Regions from separate parts of the Bicyclus anynana genome. Here region 1 is linked to region 2. Evidence: chromatin contacts called from public Hi-C data. All regions are on one chromosome and are shown on one strand. The core of a region is the stretch at or near the end of the contact, and the rest is flanking DNA. Distances in the headings are between cores, read along the strand shown. Region 1 holds the start of LOC112047813 (catenin alpha). Region 2 holds the start of LOC112046149 (zinc finger protein Xfin-like).

Region 1 (5,022 bases), core at 2,231-4,730, 190 kb after region 2:
AACAGAAACTCCAATCAATAATAATTACATTCACGATAAATTAAAAGCTACTCAATATCAAGCGCGTAAAAACTTAAAAAGAGATTTTATTGTAAGTGAGGATACTGTATCTTCTGAAGTAAAATTTGATACTAAAGAAAAATCTATTAAACCTCATGAAAATCTTCCCCATTTGGTTATAGAAGATAGTGACCAGTCTAAACTATCTGAAGAAAATATAGAAATTAATGAAAGAGTAACTAGCTCAAAATACATGTATAATAATTCTAAAGTAAAATATACAAAAGCCAATGATGATAAAATAATGGAGAAAGGAGTAATAAAAGCAGACTATAAACGACACAAGAAGAGAACACATATAACTTTATATCCAGATAAGGTCGAAGTCGCAAAACGCAATCTAAGAAGAATTTTTAATACTCTGGTCTCAGTACCTTTTGATGAAGATAATATTATAAAACATGTTACGAGAGATAATATAGATAAATTCAAACTCAAAAGAACAAAATTAGCACAAATAAGTCATAACGCCGAGATAGATGTTAATTTTAAAGATAAAATGATTAAATTCACTCCTTACTTTAGGAAGGATACTTCTATGAAAGCGCGAAGGTATAGACTTTCGATAGCTAGACATACCCTCATTTAAAAAAGGCTGAGAGTGAGAAGAAGCCCCCTAAGTGCTGGAATGGCGACCACGCACCGGAAAGCGCGGTGTTGGTCAACAAGGAAGTTGCATGAAGCCGCTGGATGCTGGCGGCTCGAGACCGTTGTGTTTGGAAGCCCATGCAAGAGGCCGATGTCCTGCAGCGGACGTGCACCGGCTGTTAATGATGATGATGATGAGGATGATAATGATGAAAGTGACGAACTTTGTATGGTAACTATGGTCATCATCATATCAGTCGATGGAGTCCACTGCAGGACATAGGCCTTCTGTAGGGACTTCCAAACATCACGATACTGAGCCGCCTGCATCCAGCGAATCCCTGCGACTCGCTTGATGTCGTCAGTCCACCTGGTGGGGGGTCGACTAACACTGTAGTGTAGTGCGGGGTCGCCATTCCAGCACCTTGGCACCTAACTAACTAACTAATAGGTAATTAAAGGTAACTATGGTAGTTACCTTTAATTACCTATAATAACTAATTATGAAGTTTGGACTGTGGAGAAACCCTTCGACAGAGACTCTTGTAGTTCTCTTGAAAAAATTAATGGTATTTTTAAGGTTTGATTAATTATTGAAGACGCTTGAATCTTTCTACGTTCCAAAGCACCACGGTCTATGCCACATAATTGGCTACTACACAAACAAATTTTCAGCCTTCATAAAAAGTACATAATCATGTCCATTTTCATAATGTTAACAATAAATTATTCTCAACTAATATTATAAATGCAAATGTGCTTTTGTTTGTGACGCTATTAAGCCTATATCACTAAACTGGTTTTATTTTTTTCTTCAATGGATACTACATTATTGGCGAGTAATTGAAGCTTTATTTTATCCCCTTATTCCTATAAAAACGAAAAAAAAAGTTCATTTTCATAATTTTTATCTTGGCTTTTCAGAAAAAAAATGCACAACAAAAGATTGAATAATAATAGAGACTCTCTAGAATTGAAATCAGCTAAAGATCAGAATACAAGAAGAAAGGCACTTACAATACAACATACAGAAGGTCTCTACTTTGGTAATTTGTATAATAGTGAATACAATAAATCCCAAATAGTTACCGAAAGTGTTTCAAACCAAGTTAGTAACAATAACAATATGTACCATCGTGTTCATCAAGTTAAGGATTATTTAGATCGAATTGATAACGATGATAAAATTGATCTTGGTGACGTCGGAACTTTAGAAAATAAATCTAAAGTAATGAAAAAAGAATTTGGTTCTAGTGAAGTTAAAGTTATACACAAAGAATTTAAGCTAGACAACAGACTTGCCGAAGAACCTATATTAATAAAAAAGAAACGTGTTGGAGGACTCAAGAAAATAGCAAAAACGGGAAACAGTGACAAACATATTAAAGTCAAAAATAAATTCAAAAAAGCCGTTTCAAGAATTGCAGAATCTATTGAAAATTATAATGTAAGAAACAGAGAATATAAACGTTCGAGAGAAACTGATTTAAGTGACGAAGTTATTTTAAGCACTGATATAACTGAAACAATTAAGTCAAGTACAGATAATATAAACAAATATCCATTTAAATCAGAAACCATTACTAAAATGATACCTACAGATACTTATTTACCTCCCGTTACTCAAATAAAAACTGAAATAGAAATTCTTAAAGGAACTTACGAAGTCAAAGATATGACTGACGCAAATATAATTACTAACAACCGTAAGAGTGGTCTGAATAGTTATATTAAAAGTAGAATTGAAAATAGCGCTCCAACGAAAACTGCTTATAGCAAACCTCGGTACTCTACTACCAAAGTGGAAAACGCTACTATAACAGTTAATAAAATCACTGAGAGTGATGATATAAATGAAATTATCGGTAAGGATGATTTGAAAATTAATGATAAAATGTCTGCTATGCCTAGAAAAAGTTTCAAACAAAATCAATCTAAAGTAGAGAACATAACACTAAAAATAAACACGAGGCGTACAATAAAACAAATTGAAGGGCTAAAAGTAAATATCTCGCAAAAACCCAATGTAAAACCAAGAATCATTAAAAAGTTAATCAAAGGCAAACCATATAGTACATTTAGTAAACTGAATCAAACTAAAACAAACGATCCAAAAAGACGTCTTAATCCAAAAACTACTAAAAATTTAATTAAAGAAAAACTAGTTACGAAGATTAAAATACCAAATAAAGTGACTATTGCAGATAATGTAACTATCCCTCATGAAGTAGAAAAGTTCTTGATTAATCCCAAAGTTACCGATGTAGAAGACGGTGCTAAAAAGAATGCTATAGAACAGCAAATGAGAGCAGATTTCGGAAAATTTTTCACTTCTCCGACAACTATTGCTACCACCACGGTCGCTTATACGGACATATTCGAAGTGATGGATAATGCATTTGATTTAGGAGCTTTGAAATAAAATAAATGTTTATTAATAGTTTGTGTTTAATGCTTGTAAGTCATGGTATGCTAAATTCGCAGTTACTAAAGCGGCAAGGGGACTAGGTTAGGACTTTAGGTTTGGTAGAAAAGATGATAGGAAGAACAATTTGTTCGTTTTTCGGGACAAAAGACAATAATGTCATTACATGGGTTAACGTGGGCTGGTTTTATTTCCGCAGCCACGTGGCCGTAAAAACAATTCTGTTAAATTTTGAAACAAAGAATCTACATTCTACAACATTTAATAAATGCTAAATACTGTCAAACATTAAAAAATGCAAATAAGTTACTTGCACTGTGTAAAAGCACCATTTATGTGTAACTTTAGCTTATTTCTAAACTGGCAATGATGAATAATTTGTTTCTGTTTTTAAGCCATTATAATCTGGCAACACAGTTCCACTGTTTTTGACACGCCTTTGTGAGGTATTTCGTGTTATTTTCCTACATTTTCGTGATTAAATCTTCGTTATTTTAAGTGAAGTGTGTTAAATTTTGTGTATTACATTACTATAAGTGTCGTGCATTGTATTAAATAGCGGACTTCCTTCAAAATATCGTCCAAACTAAGGTAAATGCGAGCACAATCAATGTCAATATTTTACTCGACCAAATAAAAAAGTTCGCTTTTCAGTATTGTTTTTAAACGTAAAAACGACCTATCGTAATTGGTCGCGTTATTAATATTGTAGACCAATGTTTTGTTTATTTTAAAATCACTTTCATTTCGTTATTTATCAAAATTTCAGTGTTATTTGGTTTAATTTGTAGTAAACACTCGTATTTGATACCTAACATGTCTAGTAAGGGCTGTAGTTTAGTGGGATGAGTCACCTATAACAGTAGTTTACTTTCACAAGTAGTGGAAAATTATCAATGCAATCATTCGTATCGGTATAGTCATTGAGTTAAATAAATGACTAACAACCATAACAAGAAATTATACATATCCATACACTATATGATTACCCGTTCCCGAGGGAATATGTGGTTATTTGTATGAAAAAAATTCTATATTGGTTTAGTACCTAGATCCAGAGATTGCCCACTACAAAGAAACAAACTTACAAACTTCATCACTTTGTAATATTAGTGATAGTAATACAATAATCTTAACATTCCATGGATTCACTGTGCTAATGCCAGATCCATCACATGGCAGAGAGAAAATCTCTGAGGAGAGTCCTGGACTTGTGATCAAATAACTCTTTCTCATAGCCGGTGAGAGATATGACCGCAGGACCAATGACTTTACGTGCTCCGAGACAAGGAAGTGTACCAACACCAACAATTAAGATTTTTCTTACAAAAAAACTCTTACTAACATATTTTTTTTGTTGGCCTGACGATTAGAACCCTCGACCTTATTTTCCTTTGCCAAACCAGCTACAACTGGACCAATGAGGCAGTCATATACAACACACATTTGACTCTTACACAACTAACACACAATTTATGATCAACATTACAAATTCCAGAACCCCGTCACCAATGGCGACCCTAACCGACCCCTACGGCACCACAGGCCAGTTGACCCTCAAGTGGGACCCCAAGAACCTGGAGATCAGGACCATGTCAGTGGAACGGACTCTAGAGCCCTTGGTGCTCCAGGTGACCACCCTGGTCAATAGTAAGGACAAGTCTGCAAAGAAGAAGAGACGTAAGTTGATTTTATATAAAGAATATGAATGTAAGAAAAAAAGTGGAACCCCACAACTGTTTTGGTTTAGTAATCTCTGTGGTATTTAATCATTATTTTGTTGTAGGGTTATGTTTTTATATTTTTTTGTTCTATTATTCTCATGCATCATTAACTACCCACTATTTGGCTTACTATAGAGCGCAGTTAGGCTAATAGTTCATCACGCTGGCCCAATGCACATTGGCAGACTTCACACACATAAAGAATTCAGAAAATTCTCTGGTATG
Region 2 (5,672 bases), core at 315-2,814:
GCCGAGTGAAACTCACACAAATTGGCATTGGAGCTGCTACAACAATGAAACATCGACTGTTTATACACAAAGGCGTTAGATCATTGATGTTATACTTTGACAGAGAGTAATGTTTAGCGAGGCAGGTCCTCTATATATTTTGTCTGAAGCAATCCGTGTAGGTTATAGTTTTAGGGCAGCCATTCCGATAATAAGGCCTAGTTCGGACTTCAGTATTTTAGTCGAGTACGAACAATTTTTGGATCTACCGCAATGACCTCTTTTAATAAAAGGACGCACTATCATGTAGAAAATTTCACTTAAAAACTGGCCAATTTTGCTTTGACAGTTTTAGAATTATTGGTTAAGAAAATTATACCTATAAAGGCCTTCAAATATAGTCCAATATTCAATAAAATCCCAAATACAGAGCAAATTTTACCTTAAGGATTGAGTTTAAGGCTGAATTTGCAAATGCGACTACTTGATTTGAGTGCCAAGAAGTTGTGTTTGGCACTCATTGAGTGGGGACATTTATTGGTCGCTAATTGTACATCTACTTTTTAATAGGAAATCGATGATTTACCGCCCAAAAAAAGAGCAGTGAAAAATATATTTTATTGGTATTAAATATTTTTGCATCCAACGGAACTGTGCTACCCTCTTAATATCCTCCAGCCGCTGGATGCTGGCGGCTTGAGATCCTTGTACTTGGAAGTTCATACAAGAAGATTATTATCAATAAGATGATGATGTAATATTTTCGATGTGTGAGTTTACCTCGTCCCCTTCAAAAAATTACAATTCTGTTCGTTAATTTAGGTGCGATTCTGGTTCTTCTTTAATTGGTCTGAGATGCAAAACTACTTGCACAAACTACATGCATCATGTAAAAGCACTTAAACAAGTGTATCAAGTTATCTATGGTCAGAGTGTGCCATAAACTAAACGACAAAGGAAGGTTTAACCACAGAATCTTAAACAGAAAAGGAACAGATTATATAAGTCATAGATTTATAAAGTCTATGATTTAAGTTGACTGTTGAGGTGAGTAGGGATGGGCAAGTAGATAAAATATATCGATATATATCGTATCGATAGTTAGTCGATAAATATCGATATTTCTATATATTTTGCCCAAGAAACCTCTACCAATTTAATAAGCACTGTCAAAAGTACGTACGTAGTAAGTACTACCTATTTATTAAGCACTGGCTTCTAACAGTACAATTCATAGACGTTGTAGGGCCACCCCCAGGGGATCATTCAACGGTTGAGTGTCAAATTCTCAAACAAATAAAAGTTAAATTCGACACTCAGCGGCTGAATGAACCCCTGATGGTGCCCCTGCAACGTCTATGAATTCCACTGTAAGACCTTCAGTCTTCACTGCACAGACCACAAACGGGGCATAGACATGTTCCATGACAAATGTATTCATTTCTTCGTTTTTGATATTTGAAAATAAATATCGAAAATCGATATATCAAAAAAAATCGCCGGTATGTATCGATTATTTTCGAGAAATATCGATATTTTGATACATCGATTTTTTTTGCTCAAGCCTATAGGTGAGGTTATAAAATTAAAAAAAATGTTTTTGCTGCAGAAGCCAAAGCGAGCTATGGATATTAAATTATTCGTTTTTATTTAATTTATAATCGAAAACCGCTTAATTTATAGGTAACACGAAACACTTAGACACACTGCCACAAATACTTTGGTAATTTAATTTTTTATAATTATTATTCATTGATACACGAAATAACGAATCCAAACATCATTCAGCTTCCCTTTCATTTTAGTTTTTACGTTATTTCTCTTTATTTACAGTTAAAGTGCACCTTATCGACGAGTTCCTGGTAATTTAAGACCTTAGAATCGGTTCAACAGTGATTATTAACGCATTTATTGAATACGTAACAATTGGATATAAACGAAAAGTATGTGAACCAAATACACGAATATTTTAAATGATATTGCATTTTGAAGAACACAAGGGGTTTTGACCTGTTTGCTAAACATTTTAAATACATGGCAGTTTACTTGTGAAATACAAAACACAGGTAAGTCTAAAATTATAACTGAATGCTATTTTTATTCCAATCATTTGATCACTCTGGGATCACAATCAATCTATTTTTGCAGACCGACAAAGTAGTCCTATAAGTTAGGTATATATTTTTTTCCTTTCATGAAACTGACCCTAAAAATATTTTAAAATAAAGAAACTTCTTAACCCTACACCTGCTTCTGCTTCTGTTTTTCTCTGCCACATAATGGACCCAGCACCAGCACAGTGAATACATGGAAAGCTAAGATTTTTCTGGGTTGGTTGACTAAGATTTGTTTTTGTTTTAATATGGCTTCACAATACAGTCTGGCAGTCATCAAGTATAATTTTAATCAAATAATGTGCCTTACTAGGGCAAAAGTGGTCAAAAGTCTGTCTTACTAAAGTAAAGCAACCTTACTAAATAGTTTGAGTCCACCGACAAAATCACATTAATCACTTAAACCATTCTTGTTCATCTATATTCAATATACCTAATGCAATTTACTTTATGATGGCCTCCGTGGCGCAGTGGACTTACAAGACAGAGGTCCTGGGTTTGATCCCTGGCTTGACCATTGAGGTTTTCGTAATTGGTCCAGGTCTGGCTGGTGGGAGGCTTTGGCCGTGGCTAGTTACCACCCTAACGACAAAGATGTACCGCCAAGCGACTTAGCATTCCGATATGACATTATGTAGTATTTCATCCTCCCCTTAACAAGTTAGCCCGATTCCATCTTAGATTGCATCATCACTTACCATCAGGTGAGATTGAAGTCAAGGGCTAACTTGTAAAGAATAAAAAAAAGAAAAAAAAAGCAATAAAAGTCTAAAATGCAGCAAATTAATGAAAACTATTTTTTTTCTTTACAAGTTAGCCCTTGACTATAATCTAAGATGGAAGCGGACATCATGCCGGAACGCTAAATCGCTTGTTGATATGTCTTTTTCAGTACGCTGGTAATTAGCTACGGCCAAAGCCTTCCAATAGCCAGACCTGGAACAATTAAGAAGACCTCAATTGGCCCAGCTGAGGATCAAACCCAGGACTTTCGTCTTGTAAGTCCACAGCACATACCACTGAGCCACAGAAGCCGTCCATTGATGTGATTCTCACAATTTTCCTGCAAAACTCCTCTGCTAAAATATTTGTCTCTGCTTTCAGCTTTACCATAAACAATGGAGGACGACATAGACATAGAAGAGCACAATGTCCTGGACAACCCACTCATCAAGAACATGATCCTGGACATCTCCAATATCAAGACTGAAATAGAGGACTATGACGAACAAGGTGTGTAATTATAGAGCTCTGAGGAAGTTCTACCACCTCCTTGTATTGTGATCCTCATCACTGAGGGTTGCGACCTCATGAGCAGTATAGATACACAAGAAAGCCTCCTAGGGTCCCGTGGCATTGCTCTGCGGCTTTTAGGGGCAGTTTTAAATATGCCGCCATGCGATGCTGGAATAACATTCCACCACCTATTCGCAAATCTCAAACCAAATTTAGCTTCTCTTAAAAATTTAATAAGTTCATGTTATCCGTTTTTAAGCTGGAGCTTCCTCCAGCACTACATCTTGAAAACATCTATTTGAGGCAGATCAGCTTATTTGATTGTCTAGAACTGCATATGTAAATACTAGGTGACGCCGCGCGATTTCACCAGCGTGGTTCCCGTTAACGTAGAAATATGGGGATAACATATAACCTATAGCCTTTCTCGATAAATGGGCTATCTAACACTGGAAGAATTTTTCAAATCGGACCAGTAGTTCCTGAGATTAGCGCGTTCAAACAAACAAACAAACTTTTCAGCTTTATAACATGACTGTATAGATATATAGATTGGTAAAATTAATGTATGAACAATACACAGTTGAGCACAAACCTAATTGCCTTATATATTTAAATTAAAATTACACGTGTGTATATTATTTGTATGATTTGAAAATTTATTGTTGTGTGCTGTAAGGATATATTTATTGGTGTTAAATATTTTCAATGTGTGAGTTTACCTCGTCCCTCTCAAAAAACATACAGACATATTTGTTGGTGAATTTGAGTGTGATATAGGTGAAATAGAGGATGTTCCTGTCTTTTTCCAAGTTTTATGCTGTGACCTCTCTAGCACAGTTGGTCCTGAGAGAGTCCTCCAACAGAGTTCTCCAAACATCCTTGGTTCGATTCCCACCTCACCTCAGTTTAGGATTCCAAAATTTCTAAATTGGTTCAGTTCTGATGGTAGGCATCAGCTGTGGGTCCGTCCGTCCGATCGTCAAACATATACTGCTAAGCGTTTTAGTGTTTTGATATAATGCTGTGTAGAAACTGTTGAAGATATAGGTCACTGCTGAGCTCGAGTCTCCTCTCAGAATGAGAGGGTTCTGGCCCAATGCGGATTGGCAGACTTCACACACGCAGAGAATTAAAATAATTCTCTGGTATGCAGGTTTCCTCACGATGTTTTCCTTCACCGATTGAGACACGTGATATTTAATTTCTGTAAGTAAGTAAGGTCTGGTAAGTATTCAGCAAATAAATAAATTATTATTATTATAGAATAAACTTGTACCTCCAACTCCAAGTAAGATAGAATCTTAGACATGATGCAGTCTAAGATTGCACTCAACTAAATGGTCATTGAATTGAAAAATAGACATGGTGTTTTTAGTCATCCTGATTCTTCAACAAATAAATCAGTAATTAATAGTTTAATTTAAAATTTTTCTTAACTTTCAGGTATGTCAATGGACATTGAAGAAAATTATCACAATATAGTGTTTGAAGAGAACAATCAATTCAAAACTCTCAGCAATAAAATCATTGTTGGCTCCAAACCTAGTACTTCAACACTAATACAAGAATCAGAATCAGAAACAACAGTATTTGAAGAAGACAATCCTGATGCATCTCTGGATGTAACTGCGGAACCAGAGGTGAGTGACCAAGACGTTTATCCAGAGACAATAGATGTAACTGTTCCAGCAGTGATTGACCAAGATGTGTATCCAGAGACAATGGATGTAACTCTTCCAATTGTGAGTGACCAAAATGTCTATCCAGAGACAAGTATACTGCAGGGATTGTTGGAAGAGCAACGTTTTCCTAACAAAATTATACTCGGCACCAAAACACCAGACAGTTTGGACGATTCTGACTATACTGACAATGAATCTGTGCATGATCTTCCAGAAGTTTCAGTAGTTTTACAGGACTGTAAGAACTTTCTAGAAAACAACCCATGTTTTTGTAAAGATTGTGAGATACTCTTCGCCACCGATAATGATTTGCACGCTCACCGAATGACAGTGCACTCCTTTTTGGTAGCTGTCAAAGAAGAAAGAATCGATCATGTCATTCCAAAGAATATAGCTGTCAAAAGTACAAGCAAATATGCTTACAACGAACACCATAACAAATTGTTATGCAATCACTGTAATGTAATATTCCCTAGTGATATAGATTTGCTAAAACACACATATGAATTATTACCGAACAAATCCTTTCGTAAAGTTTCAGGTAGTGATGCAAACAAAATGGCACACTACGATAGTTCAAATTTGAAAACCACTACAAATCTTCCGGGTATGTTCTTCGTATGTAGAATATGCACTTGTCATTTCAAAGTGAAGATCA

What was found. Hi-C and Micro-C count contacts between places; a contact is called where the count stands out from the background.
Region 1: a contact with region 2 is called in a Hi-C map of whole body, with 2.9 times the contacts expected there. The contact joins the promoter of LOC112047813 here to the promoter of LOC112046149 in region 2. A contact is called at or near these places in 2 of 2 Hi-C or Micro-C datasets (whole body and whole larva).

What each region holds. Positions count from the first base shown.
Region 1 is chr27:7,186,713-7,191,734 of ilBicAnyn1.1, forward strand. It overlaps LOC112047813 (catenin alpha), which reads left to right and starts at 3,481. Exons shown (of 24, transcript XM_024085071.2): 1 at 3,481-3,664; 2 at 4,572-4,753. The coding sequence starts at 4,585.
Region 2 is chr27:7,003,538-7,009,209 of ilBicAnyn1.1, forward strand. It overlaps LOC112046149 (zinc finger protein Xfin-like), which reads left to right and starts at 1,565. Exons shown (of 4, transcript XM_024082667.2): 1 at 1,565-1,702; 2 at 1,813-2,045; 3 at 3,198-3,326; 4 at 4,776-5,672. The coding sequence starts at 3,212.